2 separate regions of the Danio rerio genome follow, and region 1 is linked to region 2. A link is a contact called in public Hi-C data. All regions are on one chromosome and are shown on one strand. The core of a region is the stretch at or near the end of the contact, and the rest is flanking DNA. Distances in the headings are between cores, read along the strand shown. Region 1 overlaps pfkfb2b (6-phosphofructo-2-kinase/fructose-2,6-biphosphatase 2b). Region 2 overlaps zmynd8 (zinc finger, MYND-type containing 8).

The links. A called contact is a pair of places that touch in the nucleus more often than the background predicts.
Region 1: a contact with region 2 is called in a Hi-C map of embryo, with 3 times the contacts expected there. The contact joins two enhancer-like sites. A contact is called at or near these places in 3 of 18 Hi-C or Micro-C datasets (embryo and hematopoietic stem cells).

What each region holds. Positions count from the first base shown.
Region 1 is chr11:20,880,653-20,887,556 of GRCz12tu, reverse strand. It overlaps pfkfb2b (6-phosphofructo-2-kinase/fructose-2,6-biphosphatase 2b), which reads left to right. Exons shown (of 16, transcript XM_021479801.3): 6 at 1-36; 7 at 117-173; 8 at 277-401; 9 at 1,833-2,040; 10 at 2,119-2,265; 11 at 2,348-2,452; 12 at 2,605-2,734; 13 at 3,585-3,647; 14 at 3,737-3,801. Among named protein-coding and RNA genes, the nearest start is that of pfkfb2b, 9.4 kb to the left of the region's middle. Within about 2 kb of position 4,821, at least 25 of the 62 cell types and tissues checked have an H3K27ac peak or open chromatin away from gene starts, as enhancers often do.
Region 2 is chr11:20,666,509-20,673,040 of GRCz12tu, reverse strand. It overlaps zmynd8 (zinc finger, MYND-type containing 8), which reads left to right. Exons shown (of 20, transcript XM_687794.11): 11 at 1-484; 12 at 2,430-2,558; 13 at 3,042-3,197; 14 at 4,948-5,514. Among named protein-coding and RNA genes, the nearest start is that of dido1, 20 kb to the right of the region's middle. Within about 2 kb of position 2,555, at least 3 of the 62 cell types and tissues checked have an H3K27ac peak or open chromatin away from gene starts, as enhancers often do.

The sequences.
Region 1 (6,904 bases), core at 3,572-6,071, 210 kb before region 2:
CTCATATTGGATTTTGCACAGGAGAATGCATACAAGGTTTCAAAGCCACATGTATAATTTAAACTTCAATAAGATAAGTGTGTGTTAATCATTTTCCTATTTCTGTATGTTTGCAGGTGTTTTTTGTGGAGTCAGTATGTGATGATCCAGAGGTTATTGCTGCTAACATCCTGGTATGGAGTTTGTTTTTCATTTAACTGATGGTACAATGAATTATTGCTGCATAGCACTACTTTTGTTCATAAACTTTCTTTCATGGCCTTATTATTTCTTCAGGAAGTTAAAGTTTCAAGTCCGGATTATCCAGAAGCACACAGAGAGAGAGTCATGGATGACTTCCTGAAACGTATTGAATGTTATAAGGTCACTTACCAGCCGCTAGATCCTGATGAATATGACAAGTAAGAATACTTGCAAAATGGACATGTTATGGTGTATCTAAATGTATATACTGATAGGGCTACCAATGAGCCAAAACATTATGATTTCATTCGTTCATTCATTTTCTGTAGTCCCTTATTTATCAGGAGTAGCCACAGCAGAAAAAAACACCAACTATTCTGGCATTTGTTTTTACGAAGTAGATCCCCTTCTGGCCACAACCCAGTACTGGGAAACACTCATGCACTACAGCACATTTAGTTCTATTCACTTTTACTGCATGTACTGTGGGGAAAACCTGAGCAATGGAGAAACACAGAGAGAACATGAAACTCCACACAGAAATGCTTCCTGGCCCAGCCGAGACTCCAACCAGCAACCTTCTTGCTGTGAGGTGACATTGCTAACCGCTAAGCCACCATGCCGCCCAATATTATGACTTTTCAGAGATTAAAGATTTATGAACGCTCATACATTTTCAAGCTGTAAATGAAATGGTCTCGTTTAGTCCATGCATATGCAAGTTGGTGCTGTTTTGACATATTTGACTATGAACTACAAAACCCTAAGGATTGATTTAAGATATTGAGATATCGAGCATATTATTAGTCATTATGCTTTGGCTTATCTGTGTACTTTTTCTCTGTACTAGCTCTTAATCATCTTCTGGCAGACTCTTCCTTAGACATACAGTACTGCTTGAAAGCTTTTAAACTCTTTGAGCAGTTCATAGTTTTCTATTGTTTTAGCAAGAATTTATCATCACATGATTATTATGTATTAAATGTCAGCTGTATGCTTATCATTTGTAGATCAGGGGTGCCCAAACTCATTGCCTGAGGCCCGGTGTCCTGCATATTTTAGTTCCAAACCCAATCAAACACACCTGAACCAGGTAATCAATCTCTATCTAGGTATGCAAAAATTTCCAGGCAGGTGTGTTGAAGTTGAAGCTAAACTATGCAACACACCGGCCCTCCAGGACCGAGTTTGGACACCCCTGGTTCAGATGGAAATTAGTGAGTAGTCAAAAACTACATAAAGTACATTAGGTGAACCTCAGCATTGTTGTTGTCAGGTGGGAAATTCAGGTGAAATACATTTGGGTAAAACACATCTACTCTGGAGAGTTGCAAACCTCTCTGGCAGCATCTGGAGTAAATGCACATGCATCTACAATTAGAGGAGTATTGAACAGGCATTTACATGATAGGTGCTAGAAGAAAGCCAGTCAGATGCTCTGCTTTTTTAAATAGTTTTTGCAAAGGCTTTCTAGCAAAGTTGGAACTGCAAACTTTGTTTTTTTTTTTTCTGAGACCCTGAATGAGTAAAAAAAAATGTCCTAAATAAATTGATTGGATTTTTATGGTTTGCTTTTGCTTGTCCTGCTTTCATGCCAGTAAACATGAATAGTTAAAGCTAAAACACTCCTGATCAATGTCTTTCCCCAGAGACCTGTCCTTCATTAAGGTGATAAATGTGGGTCGTCGATTCCTGGTGAACCGTGTTCAGGACTACATCCAGAGCAAGATTGTCTACTACCTCATGAACATCCATGTACACTCGCACTCTATCTACCTGTGCAGGCATGGAGAGAGTGAACACAACATCCAAGGGCGTATTGGAGGAGACTCTGAACTCTCCTCACGAGGGAGACAGGTCTGACCTCATTCAGTTAATTCTTTTTAGCATCAATTAATGAGAAGATTCTTGACTTGCTTTATCTTTTGCGAGTAGTTTGCGAGCGCCCTGCATGAGTTTGTTGAGGAGCATAAGCTATCTAACCTGAAGGTTTGGACAAGCCAGTTAAGGAGAACCATCCAGACGGCTGAGGAGCTGGGAGTTCCCTATGAACAGTGGAAAATCCTCAATGAGATAGACGCTGTTAGTATTACAAGATCCCAGCAGAGATTGGATTAGGTTTTTATGTATCATATGTTCATCAGCATTCATTGTTCTGACGCAGGGTGTTTGTGAAGAGATGACCTATGAAATGATCCAGAACACATTCCCAGAGGAATTTGCTTTAAGAGATCAGGACAAGTACCATTACAGATATCCAGGAGGAGAGGTACGACATATCATAAACTTATCAGTTTCATTAACGTTCATCATCAGAGTATGTCTCTTCTATATATAAAGTCCTATGGGTTAAGTTAGCATATGTTAATATCTGAGTTTTTGTGGAAAGCTCTGACTTCATAAGGCTTTCTGTTCTTGTAGTCATATCAGGACCTGGTTCAGCGACTGGAGCCTGTAATTATGGAGCTTGAGAGACAAGGCAATGTACTAGTCATCTGCCATCAGGCGGTAATGCGGTGCCTACTAGCCTATTTCTTGGACAAGAGTGCAGGTAGGATGCATTTGCACTGGAAAAAGTTGCTTTATATATATGAAAAATCAACCAACTACCTGCAGGAGGAGCCATAGTGAGCGGTGAAATGTGAGGTGCTTGAAGGCTAGAGCCATGACAACCTGATCTTTGGTTGTGGAAACTGGCTCTTGGGACACTGAATGTCATGTTACTGGGGGAAAGAGCCTTGCACCTTCAGGTCATGGATAGGTCTCTAAATGTAGTTTGTGCTTAAGGGTCAAACAGCAGTGCAGAGTATCCACTCTTCTTGGAGTCCTAGAGAGGGGTGCTTGAAGGTCATTGGGTGACTTCAACACCCATGTGAGCAAGGACATTGATACATGGAGAACTTGTACCTGTGATACCTTCTTCCTGAATGACAGGGAGAAGTGACCTCCGTCACCTGAATCTGAGTGGTGTTCTGTTGGATTTCTGTGCTAGTCTCAATTTGTCTATAACAAATGCCGTGTTTGAGAATAAGGGACACTCTTGGCCGGAGGTCAGACATCAGAATAAGGGATGCTAATAAGGTGAAGAGAGAGTTCTATAGAGCCTGGTTGGCTTGTGGGACGCTCAAAGCAGCTGATGGACATGGGCAGGCCAACTCAGACCTAGGTTGAGATCATGAAAAAGGGTTAGAAAGTTTTTGCCCCGAATGGAGGAGATTAAGTATATTGGGATCTTGTTCACGAGTGAGGAAATGACTGACAGACTGCAGCAATCTAACTGATCACAAATAATTATCGTTGTCTTGGGAAGAAATAATCTAGTGAAATGGAATATGCAACAACAGTTATCAATACTCATAGATGTTTAAGTAATACTGTAAACTTCATCTTTTGTCTTATAGATGATCTTGCCTATTTGCTATGTCCTCTTCATACTGTCATGAAGCTCACTCCTGTTGCCTACGGTGAGTTGGACAGTTGTGTCCTCCTTTTTGTTTGTTAGCAAACATACACGTCAAATTGTGCTTAGAGATGAATGTGGTTGGTGTTTTAGGTTGCAAAGTTGAGATGTTTCATCTGAATGTGGAGGCAGTGAACACACATCGGGACAGACCGCTGGTAAGTCCACATCTGTTTCAGTGACATACCCGATTGCATGAATTATTAATAGAGGATATTAAATATTCACTTTGAAATAATTAGCAGCACATGTTTACATCAAACTTGTATTTTTGATACTACACACCAAAGCATGCTGTTTCATGCTACATATAAATCTGAAATCCTGACTGCATATTTGGCTTTGCTGCATGTTTTTCTCAGAGAACCCAATGCTTAAAGCAATCTTCTGGGTCCAGTACAACTGAAGTCTATCAACAGCATCTGTGACATATGGTCAAGAAAATGATTGTGAATATATTTTTAGACAAAATGATGTACATGCATCCACAAACAACTGTAATGGTAAAATTATTTAAAGTATAGCCCCTTCTCTATTGGCTATTTGGTCAAACCAGCCAAATTATGTTAACTTCATGGAATGTTTGTGGGAGCAGCTTATCTTGTTATCCCATAACATTGCTTTAAACTATGTTCTCTGACTTTAATCAAAATGTTTGATTAAAGAAAAATCTTCTTTCTACTCATTCACCTCATCAGAGTGAGGTTCAGCCCTTCCCCTCTATGTTTACAATAAAAATTGTACATTCGTGATTGTGTCAGTCGCACAGCTATGATAAGGGAATGTGTTTTAATGTGTTGTGGGTTATGTTCATGCGTCTGTTGAACTCTCCATTAAACAACATTGTGTTCTCCATCCCAGTATTGACGTGTATAATATTAACCAGAACTACTTTCATTTGTAAAAATATTATCTTTGTTAATACTTGCAGCTAACATGTCTCTTGATCATTTTGTGGAGGTGTCTGATGTATGTTGAAGATCTTGTGAATACGGTCTCTCTTTTTAACCCACCCAGTCTCTTCCATTTTAAAGCAGGGGAAAGTGAGACGAGACTGCGCTCCTCTGCTGTTAAGGCGGAATAGTTACACCCCTCTGTCCAGTCACGACCAGGTTAAGCGTCCCCGTCTCTACAGCGCTGGCAACCGGCCCTGGCTGCCCCTCACCCCTTCCCCCACCACCCTGCACTTCCCAAACACACCAGACGGGGCACTGCTGCTCCAGCAAAGCCAAGTTAGTGACAGTTTAAACAAGCTCCGTAATCTTACAGGGACTCAGTGTTGTCCTGACACTAACCCACCCTCACACTGGTGTTCTGAATCACCCCGGAACGTCACACTTAGTACTGATCGTGCATGAAATGATTTTGCTCTTCATCGTTTTGTTATTTTTTTAAATCTAAGTGCATGTTTTTTTGCACACTCTTAGTTCAGCTTGAGCTTCTGTTTTGTTGTTTTGTATGAGTGCTCTGTGCAGAAATCATGCAGTATTCATAATTTAGCAGTGCAATAACATACAGTAATAAACTAACTTTTTAAATTGGCATTATATATCCTACCTTTATGTGCAAAACTAATGCATTTTTTTTCCTCTGTAAGAAAACAACAGTTCAAAAACAAAGTTAAACATTTTCGTGTTGCCTTTTTGTTTAATGTGTACATGCAGGAATAGTTCACCCCAAAATTAAAACTGACTCATCATTTACTGACTCTCAACCTCAACATATATACTTAGATGTACAGATGAAGTCAGAATTATTAGCCCTCCTTTGATTTTTTTTTTTCTCTTTTGAAAATTTCCTAAATTATATTTAACAGCAAGGAAATTGTCATAGTATTTTCAAAAATATATTTTTTTCTTCTGAAGAAAGTTTTATTTTGGTTAGTATAAAAGCAGTTTTTCATTTTTTAAAAGCTATTTTAAGGTCAAAATTATTAGCCCCTTTAAGCTATTTTTTCCGACTGTCTACAGAACAAACCACTGTTATACAATGAATTGCCTAATTACCCTAACCTGCCTAGTTAACCTAATTAACCTGTTTAAGCCTTTAAATTGCCCTTTAAGCTGAATACTAGTGTCTTGAAAAATATCTAGTAAATATCTAGTATATTATTTACTGTCATCATGACAAAGATAAAATAAATCAGTTATTAGAAATAAGTTATTAAAACTATAATATTTAGAAATGTGTTGAAAAAAATCTTCCCTCCATTAAACAGAAATACAGTTGCAATCAGAATTATTAGCCCCCCTGAATTGTTAGTGCCCCTGTTTATTTTTCCCCAATTTCTGTTTAATGGAGGGAAGATTTTTTAACACATTTCTAAACATTATAGTTTTAATAACTTATTTATAATAACTGATTTTATCTTTGCCATGATGACAGTAAATAATATTTGACTAGATATTATTCAAGACACTTCTATACAGCTTAAAGTGACATTTAAAGGCTTAACTAGGTTAATTAGGTTAACTAGGCAGGTTAGGGTAATTAGGCAAGTTATTTTATACCGATGGTTTGTTCTGTAGACTATTGAAAAAATATTGCTTAAAGTGGCTAATAAGTTTGACCTTAAATGTTGTTGTTGTTTTTTTATAAAAACTGCTTTTATTCTAGCCAAAATAAAACAAGTAAGATTTTCTCCAGAAGAAAAAATATTATCAGACATATTGTGAAAAGTTCCTTGCTTTATTAAACATCATTTGAGAAATATTTAAAAAAGAAAAAAAATTCAAAGGGGGCTAATAATTCTGACTTCAACTGTAGGGGAAAAAATAAACAGGGGGGCTAATAATTCTGACTTCAACCATATATACTTCAACATATACTTTTGTATGAATTTCTTCCAAAATAAGAAATAAAACTGCTTATTTCCATGCAATGAAAGTAAATGGTGGCTAAAAGTTTAAGTCAATGTACATCCATTGAATCCATCCATCCAGACAAAAACAATATCAATATAAAAACCAATATATTTGTGCAGGAAGTAAGACTATAATTAATAATGACTTGTTTTAGGGAGTTCAGAATCAGTTTTTTTTTCTTTTCATTTCAAGAACTAATTAATGTTGTGCAATTTGGTCTTGAACATTTTCTGACTTAAAAAAAAAAATGCTAAAATAAACAGTAACATCACAATGGCACACTTTAATTACCCTAAAATTTTGTCAATTTCCTAATTTCTTAAGTGAAATGATCATACTTATTACATTGTAAGGTTAGCTTTCATTGTACAGAAATAAGCAACATAAAACGTATTTT
Region 2 (6,532 bases), core at 1,306-3,805:
TGGGTTCCTATTAACAACTGCTACCTCATGTCCAAAGAGATCCCATTCTCTGTGAAGAAGACCAAGAGCATCTTCAACAGTGCCATGCAAGAGATGGAGGTGTACGTAGAAAACATTCGCAAAAAATTTGGAGTCTTTAATTATGCACCATTTCGCACGCCCTACACACCAGACAACCAGTTCCAGATGCTCCTGGACCCGGCGAACCCCAGCGCAGGCTCCGTCAAACCTGAAAAACAGGAAAAGATCAAGTTCAACTTTGATGTAACTGCATCTCCGAAGCTGCTTGTGGGAAAAAGCATGGTGTCCAGTGGGAGTGGGACAGGAAGACGAATCTCGATGACAGACATGCCGCGTTCACCTATGAGTACAAACTCTTCAGCGCATACTGGATCTGATGGAGAACAGGAGACGGCGGAGAAAGGTCACGCTAAAGCGGCTCTGCCCCATTACAGCACTGGGGAAGAGTCTCAGGATTGCACTGGTACATACAGCATTAAAATGTCCTAAAACATACACTGAACATCTAAATTAGAGAGTGGGCATTAAATCCAGCGAGCACCTTTATGTCAAATCTTGATATCCACAAATTGATGCCCTATTTAACCACTAATAAAAGAACACAAAATGTATTATAATATAAGAACGGCTTTATTCATCTGAAAGTTTTTATTTCAAAATTACACTAAATTTTGTATCCCTACAATGCACGTAAACTACCTTGATGTCAAAAATACATCAGTTTGAGATTTAACATTGGTGCAAAACATATATCGAAACTGGATTAGAGGACTGTCCTGGAGTTCATTTTTTAATAAGTTTTTGACCTCAGTGTTAAATGTCAAACTGATGTCGTTTTGACATCAAGGTAGGCAAGTTTCTTTAGCTTGTTTTTATTTATGTCGTTTTGCTGGGGATTTTTTCTGGAAATAATTCAATCTTTGTCAACAATTGTACGTCAATTTTGCAGAAACAAACAAACAAACAAATTCATCTTTAGAATGCCCTGTTTGAAAGTCCCTAAGAATTAAGCTTTGAGACCAAAAATATCCATTATTGGATTTGTGTTTTAGAATTATCACAGTTTAGTGACAGAGTTTAGTAATATCACATAAACAAGAAAGTTGTTTTTCAGCATGAGCTTAACCGTAAAAACAAATTGCTGTTGCTTTTTAGTTTTGCTAATGGAAATAATTCTAAACAAAGGCACAGCATCTGATAGTGTCACAGTTGTGTTTTGTTCCTGATATCATGTTTATGAATGAATCATTTGAATTGGTTATGCAGTGTTTCATCTTGAAGGGTTTATCAAAAAATCTTAATTACGTTATTAATTATTACCATCATACCGTTCCAACCCCCTAAGACTTTTATTCATCTTCAGAACACAATTTGAGTTATTCTAGATGAAATCCGAGAGCACCCTTATCCTTTTTAGACAGGAATGGTCCAGAGATGTTTGAGTTCAGAAAAGGAGCCAAAATCAATGTCAAAACATTCCATGTGACTTCAGTGGATCAACTGTAGTCATACTGAGCTACAAAGCTCCAAGAACACTGTTATGTGCCAAAAAACACTTTGTTTGCCAATGTCTTCCGTATCAAATCAGGGTGCATGGTAACAATGATCAATACGATGCTTACTGTTTTGCCCTGCTGACTCTAATGGCACTACATCGTATTGGCCATAGTAAACATGCATGCTCATGACCTGATGCAGGAGAAAAGATATAGGCGAACACAGTCACATTAACAGTGCACAAAAGTGTTTTTGGAGTTTCATATGATTATAGCTGAAGCACTGAATCACACGGAATGTTTTGACAATGTTTTCGTTTTTTTTTTATGTACTTTATTCCCTGTGCAAATAATCATGGGGGTCAGCAGTTGTACCCAGTTGTACCCTTCATTTTCTTTTTGATTCCATTCCGAAATATCTTTCAGAGGGTTATTTACTTGGAATTTACTATGCACAGTGAATGCAAGTCTCTGTTGTAATATCACAGTCACATTACATTGTGGGACATTTAGGTGATAGACTCTGCATATGAAGCAGAATTGATCCCTTGGCTAAAATCGAGGGTTGAGAGTCTCTCCATGTGAACATCCCTAGTCTACTTGATGATGTGGAATGCTTTTTAAAACAGCAGCAGAGATTCCCTTAAGGGAAAGTGCCTAGGGAAGTTTGCATGTGAAAGCATGTCTAAAAGTGAAGTGAAATGCAGCCTTCATATTATCCATAACAGGCCTAAACCAGCCAAAGTACAAGGACAAAAAACACTGAAATCATCATCAAAACAGTATTGCACACCCCTATCTGCCACTTATTTTTATGCACAATTTATGCACAACTTAAGTTTTAGACTTCAATGGAATAATGGTTTTTAAATAGTGAAATGTATTATTAAAAGTGAATTTCTGCTCTTTCAGCATCACCTGCTTCTTCTAGAGCAGGAAGCACTTTAGAGAGTCCTAAACCATTTCACTCGCCTGCTCCCAACACCCCTGTTAAACAAGAGAAAACCCCAACCACCGGCAGCATACTCAACCTTAACCTTGGTAAGCTTCGTTCTGTTGATCAATCTGTAATCTAATTATAGCCTGTTTTATTTTCTACTCTACAGTACAGAGGTGTGGGGTCCTTGATGATTCATAAGTCAACAGCTGCTCAAGAAAAAAATATCCATATTGTTAAATATTCTTCAGAATATCTTGTTTTGTGTTCAACAGGAAAAAGAAATTCATAAGTTAATGGAGAGAAAATGTTTGTTTTAGTGAACTATCAACTATTAATTTATTAGATCTATGTTTAATATATTGTAGATTTTTTTAAAAAGAAATCTGACCCCTTACCACAAACTGTTAAATATTGTTTATTTGTTAAATGATTTTTACAAAATGACATTCCTTAAGAAGCCTTTTTGAATAATGTTGGATCTAATAAGAGCTGTACCTGAAGAATGGATCTAAAACCATCTAAAAACTCATCTAAAATTAATATGTTTGAATGTGCTCATAACAGAGCCTTGTGATCTCTCTCAGATCGTAGTAAGGCGGAGATGGACTTGAAGGAGCTAAGTGAAAGTGTCCAGCAGCAGCAGGGGGCTCAGCCCTCCCTCACCTCCCCAAAGAGACAGATCAGAAGCCGCTTCCAGCTCAACCTGGACAAAACCATAGAGAGCTGCAAAGCACAGCTCGGTGAGTTCAGATCAAATCTTTTAAAGCTGTGTCATTAAAAACACATCAGCCTTTTCCACATTGAAAAAGGGCATAATATTGCAGTGCAACAGCTTTCAGCGTTTACTTGGTATTGGTGCCATTGACCTTTCATGTAGTGTGTAATATAGCTGTTTGTGAATCTGAAAGGTTTGTAAGGTATTAAAGATCAAGATCAACATTTGTCTCTAAAATTACAGGAGACTGGAGGTGAGGGGGCTCAGGGGGGTCTGAATAACTGGGTTAAAAGCTGGGTTGTGGTGTTAGTAACTGTAATATGGACCAGATTTCGGTCGGCCGCTGCGATAGGATACTTTACCAAAGTTAGCGACCCGGGCGAGGGTGTTACAGACTGTACCAAAAAGCTGAGTTTCAGGGGCGGGGTGAAGTTATGGGTATTTTCTGGGAGAAATAACAAAACAGGAGGGTAGATGGGTTTGAAATACGGAAGACCCCCATGAAAAACAGGAGTGTTGGCAGGTATGCCATATGGGTGATCTGACCAATCAGAGCACAGTAGCATCACTAAAAGGCAGGGTATAGAAAGACTGGATGCTTTAACAAACCATTTCAGACATTGTCATAAAAGAGACTGAAAAGCCAGTGTGTTTTTACCCAATGATGGATATAAACACATTGTTTGAGAGACTAAAACAAATTAGCAATCTTTAAAACAACTGTTAATGATTTTTGTAAATCACACCGTATTTAACTATAATAGTAACTATATCAAACTATATTTAAAATAACATAACTGTATTTTACTATAGAACAGGTATGCAGTATGTTACTGTATTTTAGTTTAAGTTGCATTGTGAAAATCAGAATCAGAAAGAGCTTTATTGCCAGGTATGTTCGCACATACGAGGAATTAGTTTTTTGTGACAGAGCTTCTACAGTGCAACAGAATTACAGAGACAGGACAATAAACAGATAATAAATATATAAAAAGGCAGTAAGTAGTGAATGCAAATATACAAATAGACAAGTGTTTGTAGATTTTACTGTATATGTATATGTACAGTATGTAGAATTACTGTATATTTTATAGTAAAGGTATACTGTTGTAATGAGTAAAAAGCCAGTTGATCCATCTGCAAAGCTTTATTAATGTTACAGATGACAGTAAACAGAAAACAGAATGGCAATCCAAAAGAAGGGTGATAAACAGGCGAGGTTCAGGGCAGGAAGAACAATTACAGGTGATATAACAAGCAAATGGGTCAAAGCATGGGTAAGAAAAACCTCTATGAAAAAACGCTCGGTAATAACTGCTGTGCAAATCAAGACTTCGCACTGAACTGTTCAGAAACTTGGGCTTATATGCGTGAGCATCAATTGGATACACCTGCTATCGCAAACGGTGCCAGGCAGAGAGGCTTTTGGGAATATGGAGTACTGGTTAGAATTCGTGTGATAGTTCCCTCTGGTTGTGCGCAAGGGAAGAGAGCTGAGCTTCACTTACAACATGTACATACAATTCTATAAATACATAAACCGCAAGATAAATGGTGCTGTAAATGTAAATACAGTATTTTTGCTGTAATTGATTTACAGTAAGTTACTAGTGACCTGCTGCCAGTAGATTCTGTAGATTCTAGGTAGTTGTTAACAGTGTATATATATCACTTTTAATGTTATTTTAAGTAAAAAAATTCAGTCAGCATTTCTATTCATTAGTTTTTGACATGAAACTTGAACTTGAAAGTTCAATATTTGCTCTGTCTCACAGGCATAGATGAAATATCTGAGGACGTGTATAAAGGTGTAGAGCACAGCGATTCAGAAGAATCTGACAAGTCTGACTCCAGCGATAGTGAATATGGCAGCGAAGATGAACAGAAATCTAAGAATGGCCAGAATAACAAAACCACTGCTGAGGATAAAAAGGAGAAAGAGCCACCCAAGAAAAAGTCAAAACCATCAGCAGCTGCTGGTGAGGACAAAGACACCAGCAAAGAGTCTAGTGCAACGGCCAGTACAAAGGCCAAAGCAGAAACTGGTCAAAAAACAAGCACCCCTGACCTGATAGCTAAAGACAAATCAGGTATGGACTCGGAGAAAGAGCCTCCTGAGAAACTGAAAGCAGCTCCCGCATCCCCAGATGCCAGAGAAAAAGGCAAGAGCTCTGAAGAGGCCAGTCAGCCCGCATCGGTGGATGTAGACATGGACTCAGACTCTGAGAGGGAGCTGGTCATTGATCTGGGAGAAGAACAGGCAGGGAAGGAGAGGAAGAGGAGCAGGAAAGATTCAGCCGCTGTCACCGCACTCAAAGAACCAACAGCCTCCAAATCTGAAGGTAGGATTTACAGCACTAAATAATACTGTGTGACAGAAGTTGGTTGATTGGTGTCTTGTTTAGTTTCTTTGTCATTTTTTCTGTTTAGTTTATTGGTCATGGTTGTCATTGTCTCGTCCTTTTGCAATTGTTACTATGGTTTCTATTAAATTGAGCATGTTTGTTTTGGGCCACTGTTTACTAAATTTGTAGGAACCATATTAAAATATTAATATATACCAGAGTATTACCACAAATACCATGGTTTGAATTTGTATTTACCATGCAATGGTGTCTTAACTATTTTTTTTTTTGTAAATCAATGGTTATTTTGTGTGATGTGTTGCTAATTTTCAGTCTTTATAAAAGACTACTTTTGAAACTACTTTTCAAAACATTTCTTGGATCAAGTGTTTTTGTCACATTTGTTTTTAAATGCAAGTAGTGCACTTAACTCGATGAATGCATGATTGAATGAGAAGGAAACTAAATACACATTTAATACACATGTACACAAATACACAAATTCACATGAGTTGCCCGTGGGCCTGTTCTAAAAATAGCTCACCATAGCACCACATATGAGTAGGTTGCATCTAATATTTTTATAGGTATTCTTTTTAAATCACACTTGCATTGGTGTAAATTTGAAAATTACTTTAAGTTATATATTAAAAAAACTTTAAAAACAATTTCAGACAAATTAAGTGTTGCATATAGATATTTATCTAACTTATTAAATCATTGTTGACAACTACTGTGAGAAATCATTAACATGATCAATGGCTTTACATAGATGAATACTATTAATTATTAATAATAACATATGATTCCCAGAGATGGGTTGCGGCTGGAAGGGCATCCGCTGCGTAAAAACTTGCTGGATAAGTTGGCGGTTCATTCTGCTGTGGCGACCCCGGATTAATAAAAAGGGACTAAGCCGACAAGAAAATGATGATGATGATGAATAATAACATATAATTAAAAGTAAATTAAGAAAAATGTGTTATATAATAACTGGTAGCCCTTCACAATAATC